2 separate regions of the Mus musculus genome follow, and region 1 is linked to region 2. The links are chromatin contacts, called in public HiChIP or PLAC-seq maps. All regions are on one chromosome and are shown on one strand. The core of a region is the stretch at or near the end of the contact, and the rest is flanking DNA. Distances in the headings are between cores, read along the strand shown. Region 1 has its middle 35 kb from the start of Tcf7l1. Region 2 holds the start of Vamp8 (vesicle-associated membrane protein 8).

What was found. HiChIP or PLAC-seq counts read pairs in DNA pulled down with a chosen protein or histone mark.
Region 1: an H3K27ac HiChIP or PLAC-seq map of embryonic stem cells shows a contact between it and region 2, with 2.8 times the contacts expected there. The contact joins the enhancer-like site here to the promoter of Vamp8 in region 2. A contact is called at or near these places in 4 of 39 promoter capture datasets (cranial neural crest, embryonic stem cells, frontonasal cranial neural crest and 1 more), 3 of 15 datasets of contacts at CTCF or cohesin (embryonic stem cells and stem cell-derived epiblast-like cells), 12 of 484 Hi-C or Micro-C datasets (the N1E-115 cell line, differentiating embryonic stem cells, embryonic stem cells and 2 more), 7 of 115 datasets of contacts at active chromatin or transcription factors (embryonic stem cells and epiblast stem cells) and 1 of 9 other capture datasets (embryonic stem cells).

Annotation. Positions count from the first base shown.
Region 1 is chr6:72,821,158-72,827,027 of GRCm38.p6, forward strand. No RefSeq gene overlaps it. Among named protein-coding and RNA genes, the nearest start is that of Tcf7l1, 35 kb to the left of the region's middle. Within about 2 kb of position 3,999, at least 40 of the 459 cell types and tissues checked have an H3K27ac peak or open chromatin away from gene starts, as enhancers often do. A contact at or near this core is called in differentiating embryonic stem cells and embryonic stem cells, where this site is marked.
Region 2 is chr6:72,386,712-72,392,143 of GRCm38.p6, forward strand. It overlaps Vamp8 (vesicle-associated membrane protein 8), which reads right to left and starts at 3,956. Exons shown (of 3, transcript NM_016794.3): 1 at 3,763-3,956; 2 at 1,551-1,709. The coding sequence starts at 3,765.

The sequences.
Region 1 (5,870 bases), core at 2,749-5,248, 430 kb after region 2:
AAAAGATAGTAAGAGGGAAAAAGGGAAAACACTGTGAGCATTTACTTTTTTTTTAAGTTGTACTTTATGTGTATATATGTGGCATGTGTCCACAGAAGCCAGAGAGGGCATTGGATGTCCTGGAACCGGAGTTATAGATGGTTGTGAGACATTGTGTGTGTGCTGGGAATCTAATCAGGGTCTTCTGTAAGAGTAGGAAGTACTCTTTTTTTTTTTTTTTCGAGACAAGGTTTCTCTGTATAGCCCTGGCTGTTCTGGAACTCACTCTGTACACCAGGCTGGCCTTGAACTCAGAAATCCGCCTGCCTCTGCCTCCCAAGTGCTGGGAGTAAAGGCATGTGCCACCACTGCCCGGCCATAAGAAGTACTCTTAACCTCGAGTCCTCTCCCCAGTCCTGGAAGCGCATTGGTTTTTTGTATGTGTGTAGTTTTGTGGGTTTGTTATTGTTGTTTTGCTTTTCTGAGACAGGGTCTCCCTGTGTAGCCCTGGCTGACCTAGATCTTACTATGTAGACCAAGCTGGCCTCAGATTCATAGGGATATGCCTGCCTCTGCATCTTGAATGCTGGGATTAAAGGTGTGTATTACTGTGTCCAGCATGTAAGCATATTGCTTAAAAATACATGCTGGGGGTGGGTGGGTAGAGAGATGGCTCAGTGGTTAAGAGCACTGACTGCTCTTCCAGAGGTTCTGAGTTCAATTCCCAGCAACCACATGGTGGCTCACAGCCATCTGTAATGGGATCTGATACATCTGTACATGCAGATAGAGCACTCATATATAAAGTAAATAACTTTAAAAAAATCCTTGCTGGAAATAAATACCCAGCAACGGGCAGTAACCACTGTTGTGGTTTGAACGTGAACTGGTCCCGCAGGCTGGTGTGCTGAAGCTTTGGCTAGCAACTCAGTCTGCAAAACTTTGGGAGATGGGACCTCACTGGAGGTTGTGGGTCACTGAAGTTATGCTCTTTGGGGACTATATCTTGTCATTCTGCCTCGCTGAGTCCCCTCTGTCACAGTACTCTGCCTTACCACACATCAGAGTGATGGTGATGGGGTCTGTCCTACTCTCCAGCACTGAAAATAAAAGTTCAACACTTTTTAAAAGTTAAAAATTTGCCTAACTGTAAGTTAACTTATGAGTTCTGTGAATGTGGAAGGCACACAAGGCTAAGGAGGCAGACCCACGTCAAGTTAGGTGTGATGTGTTCAACTTGTTGAACGGCATCTGCAGTATTCTATCATGCATCTTGTTGTTTGTTGAGCTAGGTCGCTATTACATAGCCCTAGCCATCCTAGCACTCACTATGCAGACCAGGCTGGTCTTGAACTCAGAACTAGGCTGGCCTACCTCTGTCTCCTAAGTGCTGGGATTAAAGACAAGGGCATGTGTCACCACACCCCCTGCTCCTGGCTCAGTCATTTTAATACTTGACCCTCACTTGGTCCTTAGTTGGCTGGGGAGGCTTAGACAGTATGACCTTGCCGGACTTGGAGGTTTCAAAGACTCTCAGTCATTCCCAGTTCGCACTTTGCTTGAAGCGTGTGGTTCAAGACACTAGCTCCAGATGTTTCTGCCACCATGTCGGCTGCCTGCTGCCATGGTTACCCGCCATGTAGATTCACATTCTTCTGTAGCTAGAGCCCCAAATAAACCTTTTGTCCCACTGTGGACATTCCACAAAAATAGAAAGGTAACTACAGGTACAGGAGCAGATACATTGCCAGCCAGGGCTGAAAGAGAGGAGACACAGAAAACAAAGCGGGGTGTGTGCTGACTCATTTCTGTGATGCCAACATTTGGGAGGCTGAGGCAGAAGGGTTGCTGAAAATTCAAGGGTAGCCTAAACTATATAATGAGACCTTCTCTTGACAGACAGACACACACACACAGAAAGACAGACAGACACACACACACATGCTCTCTCTCTCTCTCTCTCTCTCTCTCTCTCTCTCTCTCTCTCTCCAGACAGACTCCCATATATGCTTGTTACTAACTCGCACGCACACATGGAGGAGGAGGAAAATGGCCTATCAGACTCTTCCAAATTCCACCCTAAGGAAGTGTGGTAGTGGGAGCATCTCACCTGCGAACATGTAATGCCACTCAAGTCTCGGGAAGCAGTGTTCTGAGGCAGAACCAAGAAGCCGAGGGTGCAGCCAAAGCTCGCAGAGAGGGTCCCAGGCTTCCAGACGGAATCAACGAACTCTAATAGTTAATCAGATGGATTTGATAATTTTTGTGAATGAAGGCTTTCGTTTACCCATCTCCCTGATTTTTGAATGGAACATATCCCCAGCTGAGTTCTATGTCAGGCTCATCATTGTATGCCAAGTGGGGAAAAGATACCTTGTCTGTTTAACGTCACAGGCTCATAGGAAGAGAGAGCTAATTCTATCCTGAAGGCTGCCATTCACATCCAGATCTCATGAAGGTGGATGGGGCTTTGAGCCCACAGTTGAAGAGACCTTGGTCCACTTCAGTTAGGAGTGAATGAATTTTGCAGATAAGAAGGTCATGAAAATGGGGTGTGGTGAACCATGCCTTTAATCTCAGCACAGAGGTGGGTCTCTGTGAGTTTGAGGCCAGCTTGGCCCACAGAGTGAGTTCTAGGACAGTCAGGGTTACACAGAAAAACCCTGCTTAGAGAGAGAGAGAAAGAGAGAGAGAGAGAGAGAGAGAAGAGAAGAGAAGAGAAGAGAAGAGAAGAGAAGAGAAGAGAAGAGAAGAGAAGAGAAGAGAAGAGAAGAGAAGAGAAGAGAAGAGAAGAGAGAGCATGGATATGATAGGGTCCAGGTCTAGGACTGTGTTTGCTTAAGTGGCCCCTCACTACCCCCTATCTCTGAGGGTTGACATCTCATAGACTCCCCTTTTACTGAGCTGTAGGACCTACAGAGACTTCTAGATGCCAAGAACCCATGCCACTTGGGCCCGTGGTTTAGAGTCTTACTTTGCAATAGATGGTTGTTGGTGTGATACCCAATCTTTGTTGTCATCTTGCCGGGACTTGGTCACCTAGGTGACACATTCTGGGCTTGTCTGTGAAGGTTTTTCGTTTCGTTTTTTTTTAAAAGATTTATTTATTTATTTATTTATTATATGTAAATACACTATAGCTGTCTTCAGACACTTTTTCTTCTCTCTCCAGCCCTGCTCGCTCTGGACCAAAGATTTCTTCATTCATTATGTGTAAGTACACTGTAGTTGTCTTCAGACACCCCAGAAGAGGGCATCGGATCTCATTATGAGATGGTTGTGAGCCACCATGTGGTTGCTGGGATTTGAACTCAGGACCTCTGGAAGAGCAGTCAGTGCTCTTAATCTCTGAGCCATCTCTCCAGCCCCCTCGTTTTTTTGTTTTGTTTTTTTTTTTGTTTTTTGTTTTTTGTTTTTTTCCGAGACAGGGTTTTTCTGTGTAGCGAAACTCAGAAATCCGCCTGCTTCTGCCTCCCAAGTGCTGGGATTAAAGGCGTGCGACACCACCGCCCGGCTCGTGAAAGTTTTTCTAGAAAAGTTTAATGGAGGAGGGAAAACCCACTCTGAGCTGAAGGTGCTCTCCTGTGGGTTCTCATCCTGAAGAAAAATGAAGAGGAGAAAGCAGAACACCAGCTTCTCCCTCCCCTCCCCCTCCCTCTCTCCTTCCCTCTCCCCACACCTCCTGAGCAACTCACCACCACCCCTGCTCCCACCATAGTTGTTCAAACTAAGAGCCAAAATGAGCCCCTCTTTCCTTAAGTTGCCTTTATCAGTGATTTCATCCCAGCATGGGGGGGGGAGGGGCGGGGGGGGAGGGAGAAGGCTAAAGGCCGAGAGAACAGGTCGTTAACAGGTTGCTTTGCGGTGGCTTCCGAGACCCCTCCCTGCTCTGGGTCCCCACCCCTACAAATCTGACTACAACTCAAGCTGTTGCCAGGATCTCTGCTTCTCCTGATATCTGTATCGGAGCTGTTCTTAGCCGCTAGTCTGTTTCCTCCCGTTTCCTCCCGGAAAGCTCGTGCTGAGGAGAGAGGCAGGTTTCGGCTTCCTGGAATCGCCACAGAGAGAAAATAACCAGATTGCTGAGCCTCCTGCGAGTCCGAGACTCTTACCCCTACTCTGACAGGCCTGATCTGCTGCCTGGCGTCTTTCTGTACCAGTCTCTTCCTCCGAGGAAGGCTGCGGACTCACTGGCCTCTGCCAGGAGGATGATTGACAGCTGGAGCTCCTAGTGGGGCTCATTAAGAGTAGCTGGGTGGGCTACGGGGGTCTCGAGCTGCTGCCCTCCCCTGCCAGGCCCAGGCCCAGGCACCGTGCTAAGAGTGGATTGCGGTCTCCCAGTCTGGATGTCCTTTGCATCCCACCAGCTTGAGGCCCCAGCTGTGTCCCCCGGTAGAGGATCAGGCTCTGCTCCCACAGGCCTGGAAGTCAGTCTGGAATATTCATGAGTTGCAGAGCCTCATGCCCTCCAGCCCGCAGGGCTACACCACCCCTCCCAGCGCCCCCCGCCCCTCATTCCATCCCCCTGGCACGTGCTCCTCACTGCCTTCTGTCCAGACACCAGGAGCCCGCACCTCTCCCAGCTCCGCATCTCTCTCAAGAAGCTACTTGTAGTCTTGCAACATGCTGGACCTGCCTGTCATCGTTTTGGTTTGCAAATCGAACCTGTGAAAAGCTTCTTGCCCTGTGTGATATTAAAAACCAGGTGTAGACACTGCTTTGTCTGACATGGCGAGAAGTTGCCGCAGCCATAGTTGTCGGTTTGATTCAACTCTGTCGATGTCTCTACTGTTACTCCACAAATAAAGGCAAAAAAAAAAAAAAAAAAAAAAAAAAAAAATCAGCTTTTTCCATTGGGAAGGGAAAAGACCGTTATTTTTTTGCCAGATGTTCAGGAACAAGGACCTTGTTAGTTATTCGTGTGTATGTGGAGTTGTGTGTATCAGTAGAGATGTGCATAGAGGCGTTGGATCTCCTGAAGGTGGAGTTGCATGCAGGCTCTTGTGAGGCACCCAAAGTGGGAGCTGGGTACTAGTCCTTTGCAAGAGCCATATGTGCTCAACTGACAATGCTAAGCTAGCTCCTAGCGGGGCTCATTAAGAGAAGCGGGGTGGGCTCATGGATCCAAATCCAGTCTTAGTTACCCCCAACTTGGCAAGTTGAAAGGCCACTTCTGGGCAGTAAAGCCCCTGGCTCCCTCCCAAGGACCTGGTCACTATCCTCTTCTCTTGGTTCTGCTCTCCGTGGGACAGGGACAAATCTGAGGATCGTGACCACTCCCTTCTCACTGGGCTCAGTCAGCAGAGAATGGGGGCTGTCAGCAGAATCAGAATAGTGAAAGGGGTGCGGAGGGGCAAGTGGGGATCCTAATGAAGGAAGAGGTGTCATGGGTAACAGGACCCCGGACCATAGAGTGACTGACACCATGTTAGAGGTACCATTCTGACTTTAAAACCCAGCATGTAGGCTCCAACAGCTGACGAGCTGTTCATAGTTCCAGGAAAGTCCCCAAATAAAAAGTATCTGAAAGTGCTAACTTTGCTTTTTGGCTTTTGTAGTTCTGTGTCCTTCTAACTGAAGTGTGACAACCAGAATATAGTGTTTATATGTAAAAGACATGTACAGGGCACGGCATGTAAGGCTTGGGGCTGCAGGATGTGGGCAAGTTCTCCGTGCAGTCACCGGCCAGCTATAAGAGCTTTTCCTGGCTTTAACAGTCTTAGTGTGGTACTCTCTGGTGGGCATCTGGTACTTACAGCATTGGGGATGCTCTGAGCCTGAGCACCAGAGTCCATCCACAGGGAGGTTCTAGAGGAAGCATCGGTTTGACACTTGTCCTTAGGTCATGTCTGGCCTCTGAGCTCTACTCTCCACATCTGTAAAACGGTACC
Region 2 (5,432 bases), core at 2,706-5,205:
TGCCTCTACCTTCAAAGAGTTCAGATTACAGGCGTGTGCCACAATACCATATTTATATAGTGCCAGGGACTGAACCCAGGGCTTCGTGAAGTCTAGTGAAGTACTCTACCACCTGAGTCTTATGTCCAGTCTCCCTTCTTTTTCTTGCCCCTGCACTAACCTGCATACTAAGGGGTCTTTTACAGATATATGCTCACAATTGGAGTTTGTTTGACTGGTAGAGAAATCTGGCCTTTGGAGCACAGACCCACAAGCTAAGGGGTACAGGAATGTGCTCCAGATGGGCACATGTCCTGGCTCAATGATACTTTGCTTTGTCTTCTGAGTTCTGTAGAAGCTGAAGGAAGAACCAAAGCACTGCAGAAACTTAAAAGAAAGAGCTGGGCGTGGTTGCGCACGCCTTTAATCCCAGCATTTGGGAGGCAGAGGCAGGTGGATTTCTGAGTTCGAGGCCAGCCTGGTCTACAAAGTGAGTTCCAGGACAGCCAGGGCTACACAGAGAAACCCTGTCTTGAGAAAGAAAGAAAGAAAGAAAGAAAGAAAGAAAGAAAGAAAGAAAGAAAGAAAGAAAAGAAAGAAAAGAAAGGAAGAAAGGAAGAAAGGAAGAAAGGAAGAAAGGAAGAAAGGAAGAAAGGAAGAAAGGAAGAAAGGAAGAAAGGAAGAAAGGAAGAAAGGAAGAAAGGAAGAAAGGAAGAAAGGAAGAAAGGAAGAAAGGAAGAAAGGAAGAAAGGAAGAAAGGAAAGGAAAGGAAGAAAGGAAGAAAGGAAGAAAGGAAGAAAGGAAGAAAGGAAGAAAGAAAAAAGCCTCCTGCTTCTCCAAGTTAATACAGACACTAAGTCTCCATGTGCCCAGCTTATGCTGCAGGAGGCACTAGATTCCAAGATAACCCAATGGACCCAGGAAGCCAGTGTACTCCACAGCAAGTGAAAACTGAGGCCCCAGCCTTGGTTTGTGTTAGACTTTCTTCTGCCCTGAGCAGCTTGGCCTCAGTCCATGGCAGCAAAGAGGAGGTCTAAGCAAGATGTGTGGGAGATATTATTTTGGCCTTTGCACACAGGGATCCTGGGGTTAAAGGATTTCATTGGTCTTCCCAGCTGTGCTTTAAAGCGGACTCAGCAAGACGCCCCCCACCAACTTCCAGCCTAATTACACCTGGAGGGAGAATGCTGAAAGGCCAAGGGTTGCCCGGAACTCATAACTTTGCCTTTGGGACATCAACTCCAAATGGTTGCCAAGGGCAAGCTTTGAGACAAAAATCAGTTTCATACCCCAATGAAGCTTAGGAATGGAGCAGTTGACTGAACTGTCTCAGAAATGGCTCTGTGGGTGGGCCCCTCACCCAAGCTCAAATCCAACCACTCACTGGGCTCTCTACCAGCCAGCAGAGTAGCAAGGAAGCAGAGGTGGAACCTCAGCCATCTCCTGCATAGGCAAAAGGGCAGTAGACATGACAGTCTGCAGTCCCTTCTGTTCACTTTGCCTCCCCACCCAAACTTCTCCCCCTCCCCGAGATCTGCCCCCACCAACTCCCAGTTTTCTCCCAATCTCACCGTGGCTTCCAAGTCCTCTGTCTTGTTTCGGAGGTGGTCCAGGTTCTCCCCTCTGGCCAAGATCCGCTCCACATTCTGGGTCATAATATTCTTGACTCCCTCCACCTCACTCTGCAGGTTCCTAACTCGGTCATTTCCGGCACTCCCACTGGCCTCCTCCTGGATGTCAATAAGGGGTTAATTAGGCCGGGCAGCAGAGGATCCAAGAGGCCAGAGGAGGTTGGAAGAACTAAAGTAGATTTTAGCCGTTTCTGATGCTTCAACTGTTTACCAGGAGAATGTTCTACGTAAATGTTCACTTCGATGCAAGCACGTTTATATCCCAGATCAGCCTCGGGTGGTCAGGTGTCACTCCTCCCTTGTTTTTTCCCCCACAGGCTGGGTCTCCTGTTGGCCTGAGGCTCTGAGATTAGAGTGGACAAAAAGCCCCAGGGCTCAGCCTTCTCCACCACCCTAGCACTAGGAGCCACCTAAGTGCTTGCTTGCACCACCACACCTGGAATTTTTTTCCTTCTAAATGGGTCTAGGGATCCAATGCAAATCTTCATGCTTGCGTAGCAAGCCCACTGAGCCACCTCCCCAGATTTATTTATCTGAGGCAGGTTCTCATATAACCTAGGCAGGCCATAGGCTTCCTAAGTAGGATGGCCTTAAACATCTGACCCCCTGTCTCTACTTACCCTGGGCTGGGATTCCAGGTGTGTACCATTATCCTTGTTTTATGAGGTGCTGGGGATGAAACCCAGAGCTTGACGCTTGCCAGGCAAACACTCTATCAGCTGAACCACATCCTTAGTCTGTCATAAGTGCATTGTGTGTGTGTGTGTGTGCTGGGGAATATACGTGTATGCACATGCCACGGCACGCATGTGGAGGTGAGAGGACAACTTTCATGAGTGGATTGTCTCCTCCAGTTGGATGGGCAGGAGAGAGCAGGATACTGAATTCAGGCAGGCAGGCTTGCTCTGCAAACACTTGTACCTGCCCAGCCATCTCGGCTGCCAGCCATGTAAGTGCATTTTTTAAGTCCCAGAAGATGAGGTTTGACCCTGGATTCTCATCCACCTTCTTTGGAGGATTTTCAGCGTGACAAGGAAAAACAAAAAAAAACAAAAAACAAAAAACAAACAAACAAAAAAACAGCACACGACTGCCCCTGTCTTGACTCCACAAAGAGGGTCAAGGAGAAAACCCAGCTGACGTTTCCTCAGCAGAGCACAGCCAAGAACTATTAACTGGTTCCTGTAGCCTCCCTCGGCTCAATCCTAGTGGGTTCTCTCTAAAACTGTGAGAGTTGACCAGCAGCACACTCTTGCCCGGCCCAACCCAAATAAATGCCCTTCTCCAGACAGCTGTTGGTGAGTTCTGGTTCCAGCCTACTGGGCAGTGTAGCCCCGGTTCAGTGGATGTGGCCCCCAGAAGGCATCATGTGCCGTTGGACCATATACTTCTGCTTTCCCCACAATTTAACGCCTGGTAGGCCGCACACCACCGCCTGCTTATGCAGATATTAATAAAAGTCCTTCCTGCTGCGGTCGCTCTATCCAGGAGGCCTCTAGATAAGGCTTTTGAACAAGGAGGGAAGAGGCCTGACTCCTCCCTTAGGGACCCAGGGGGCCTCAGGTACCGGCCACGGGTGTGGGCTGAAGCTAGATTATCGGGAAGAACCGCCATCTGGCTGCTTTACAAACCCTTGGCACTGTTGCTAATGTTTCTAGAAAAGGGTGGTGCTTTTGGTGGCCAGGCAGATAGATCCTCTGGGTGTCTGCATAGATACAGTGCGAGGGTAAGGGGGAGAACTCCAGTCCGCGGGGCTGGAATCTGAGCCCCAAAGAGCAGGAACGCTTGTGGCCCGGTAATGTCACAACACCGGGCTCAGGCCCAGCTGGAGGAGGCGGAGGAGGGGGAGGGCGCGGCGCAGCAGCTCGGCTTGGAATTTGGGTCCCCCAACCCCCACCGAAATCCTGATCGGATCCAGCACCGAGGTCACGGGAGGAAGGAGGTGGAGAAGTGTCAGGAACCCCTGGCCCGGAGTGCGGAGCTATTTGTGGAGGAGTTGTCAAAAGTAAGGAGACAGAGGCAGCGCTGGCCCAACCCCGCCAGCCCTCTGACTGCCGCCAACTTACCTTTCTCGACACAGGCAACCCCCAGGCCCGATCCCCCTCTGGCAGCTGCTCTAACTCGCTCTTTTCTTGGTCCCCACGTCACTCACCATGTCTCGGAGCACTTGGGCCTCTCAAAGCAGAACTTCGCCTAGTCTGTTTCCACCCAAGGCAGCCACAGCTTCACTTCCTGCTTACTCCAACTTTCAGCCCGCCTCCTGACCATCCCGCGACTCCAGCCACTCCGGCTCCTGCCACACACGTAACTGCAGGTTTCTCCAGGTAGGCGGCTGCCCTCTGCTGCCGTCCTCCTAGTCTCCTCCCAAACAAAAGCTTAAGCAACAGGGTTGGGGGAGGGGGGAAGGAGAAAAGAAGGATCAACAGTCCTCCTAAGTTTTCAGAAACTTCTTTTATGCTTCAAAGAAGTAATTCTAGTTTTTCAGGGACTTACATTAGCATTATTTAGATAGAAACGAATGTACAGGCGAAGATACCTTGTTGGGCAACCTTTGTCCCCAAGGGCCATCCTGTATGAGAAGAGAGCTCTAAGATCCCCCAGAAAACGGGGGCTAGGGAGATGGGTCAGCAGTTGGGATCACCCGCTGCTTTTGCAGTAACCCAGGTTCAGGTCCCTACACCCACCCCTGGCTGCTCACAGACACCTGTATCTGCATCTCGGGGGGGGGGGGGGGGCAGGGGCGGTCCAGATGCCCTCTTCTGGCCTCTGTGGGTATGTGAACATACGTGTGCATACATACACACACATACACATAATTAAAGTCTTTAAAATCTCCAGGAAAATTCCAAGTTGGCCCTGGGGGTGGGATCTTTGTCCCCCTCTAATGTTCTTCGGGTGCTAAGGCTGACCTCAGGCAGTGGGAGGAGTGCAAACAGCAGGGGCAGGGCACCTTATCCTTGTCACAGGACACAGGACAGTCGGGGAAATGGCTCACTCACCAGCCCCTCCTTTCCTTCTGGAGTTGAGCAGTCCTACACTTCCTTCCAAAGGTCACCGTGGGGGTTGGTGACCCTGGTCAGTTGTCAGAGGGTTGTCAGACAGATTAGGATGGGGGCCTAAGAGTAAAGGGTTTTTCCACCACATGTGGCTCTCCGCCAGAGAAAATCTGCTCTTCTCCGGATGGAGTTTGTCAAGACAGAACAATAACAGGGCAGAAAGAGAACAGACATTCTTTCCCACCCCAGAGTAAATAACACCGTCAAGGAGGAAATCTTAGCTCCTCCAACAAATAAGAGGGGTTTTGTTTTGTTTCATTTTGTTGGCTATAATAAATTTAGAATCCCGGAATCATTTTGGGACACTTATGTGTTTTCCCTCGTGCCTGCTCAGGCAGCCATGGAGGAGCTATATCTACAAACACTGCACGCTTAGTTTTACAGAAGCAAATTAAAGCAACTAGTAACACTTTAAAAAAATCTTTAAAAATTTTTTTTGTTGTTGTTGGTTTTTTTGGGTTTTTTTTTTGGGTTTTTTTTTTTTTTGTTTATTTGTTTGTTTTTTTTTTCCGAGACAGGGTTTCTCTGTATATCCCTGGCTGTCCTGGAACTCACTTTGTAGACCAGGCTGGCCTCGAACTCAGAAATCCACTTGCCTCTGCCTCCCAAGTGCTGGGATTAAAGGTGTGCATCACCACTCCCGGCTAAAAGTTTTTATCTTATTATCTTTAAGTGTGTGTGTGTGTGTCTGTGTGTGTGTCTGTGTGTGTGTGTGTGTGTGTGTGTGCCTGAGGGCAGAGGGGTTAGGTTCTCTGGTGAGTTGCAG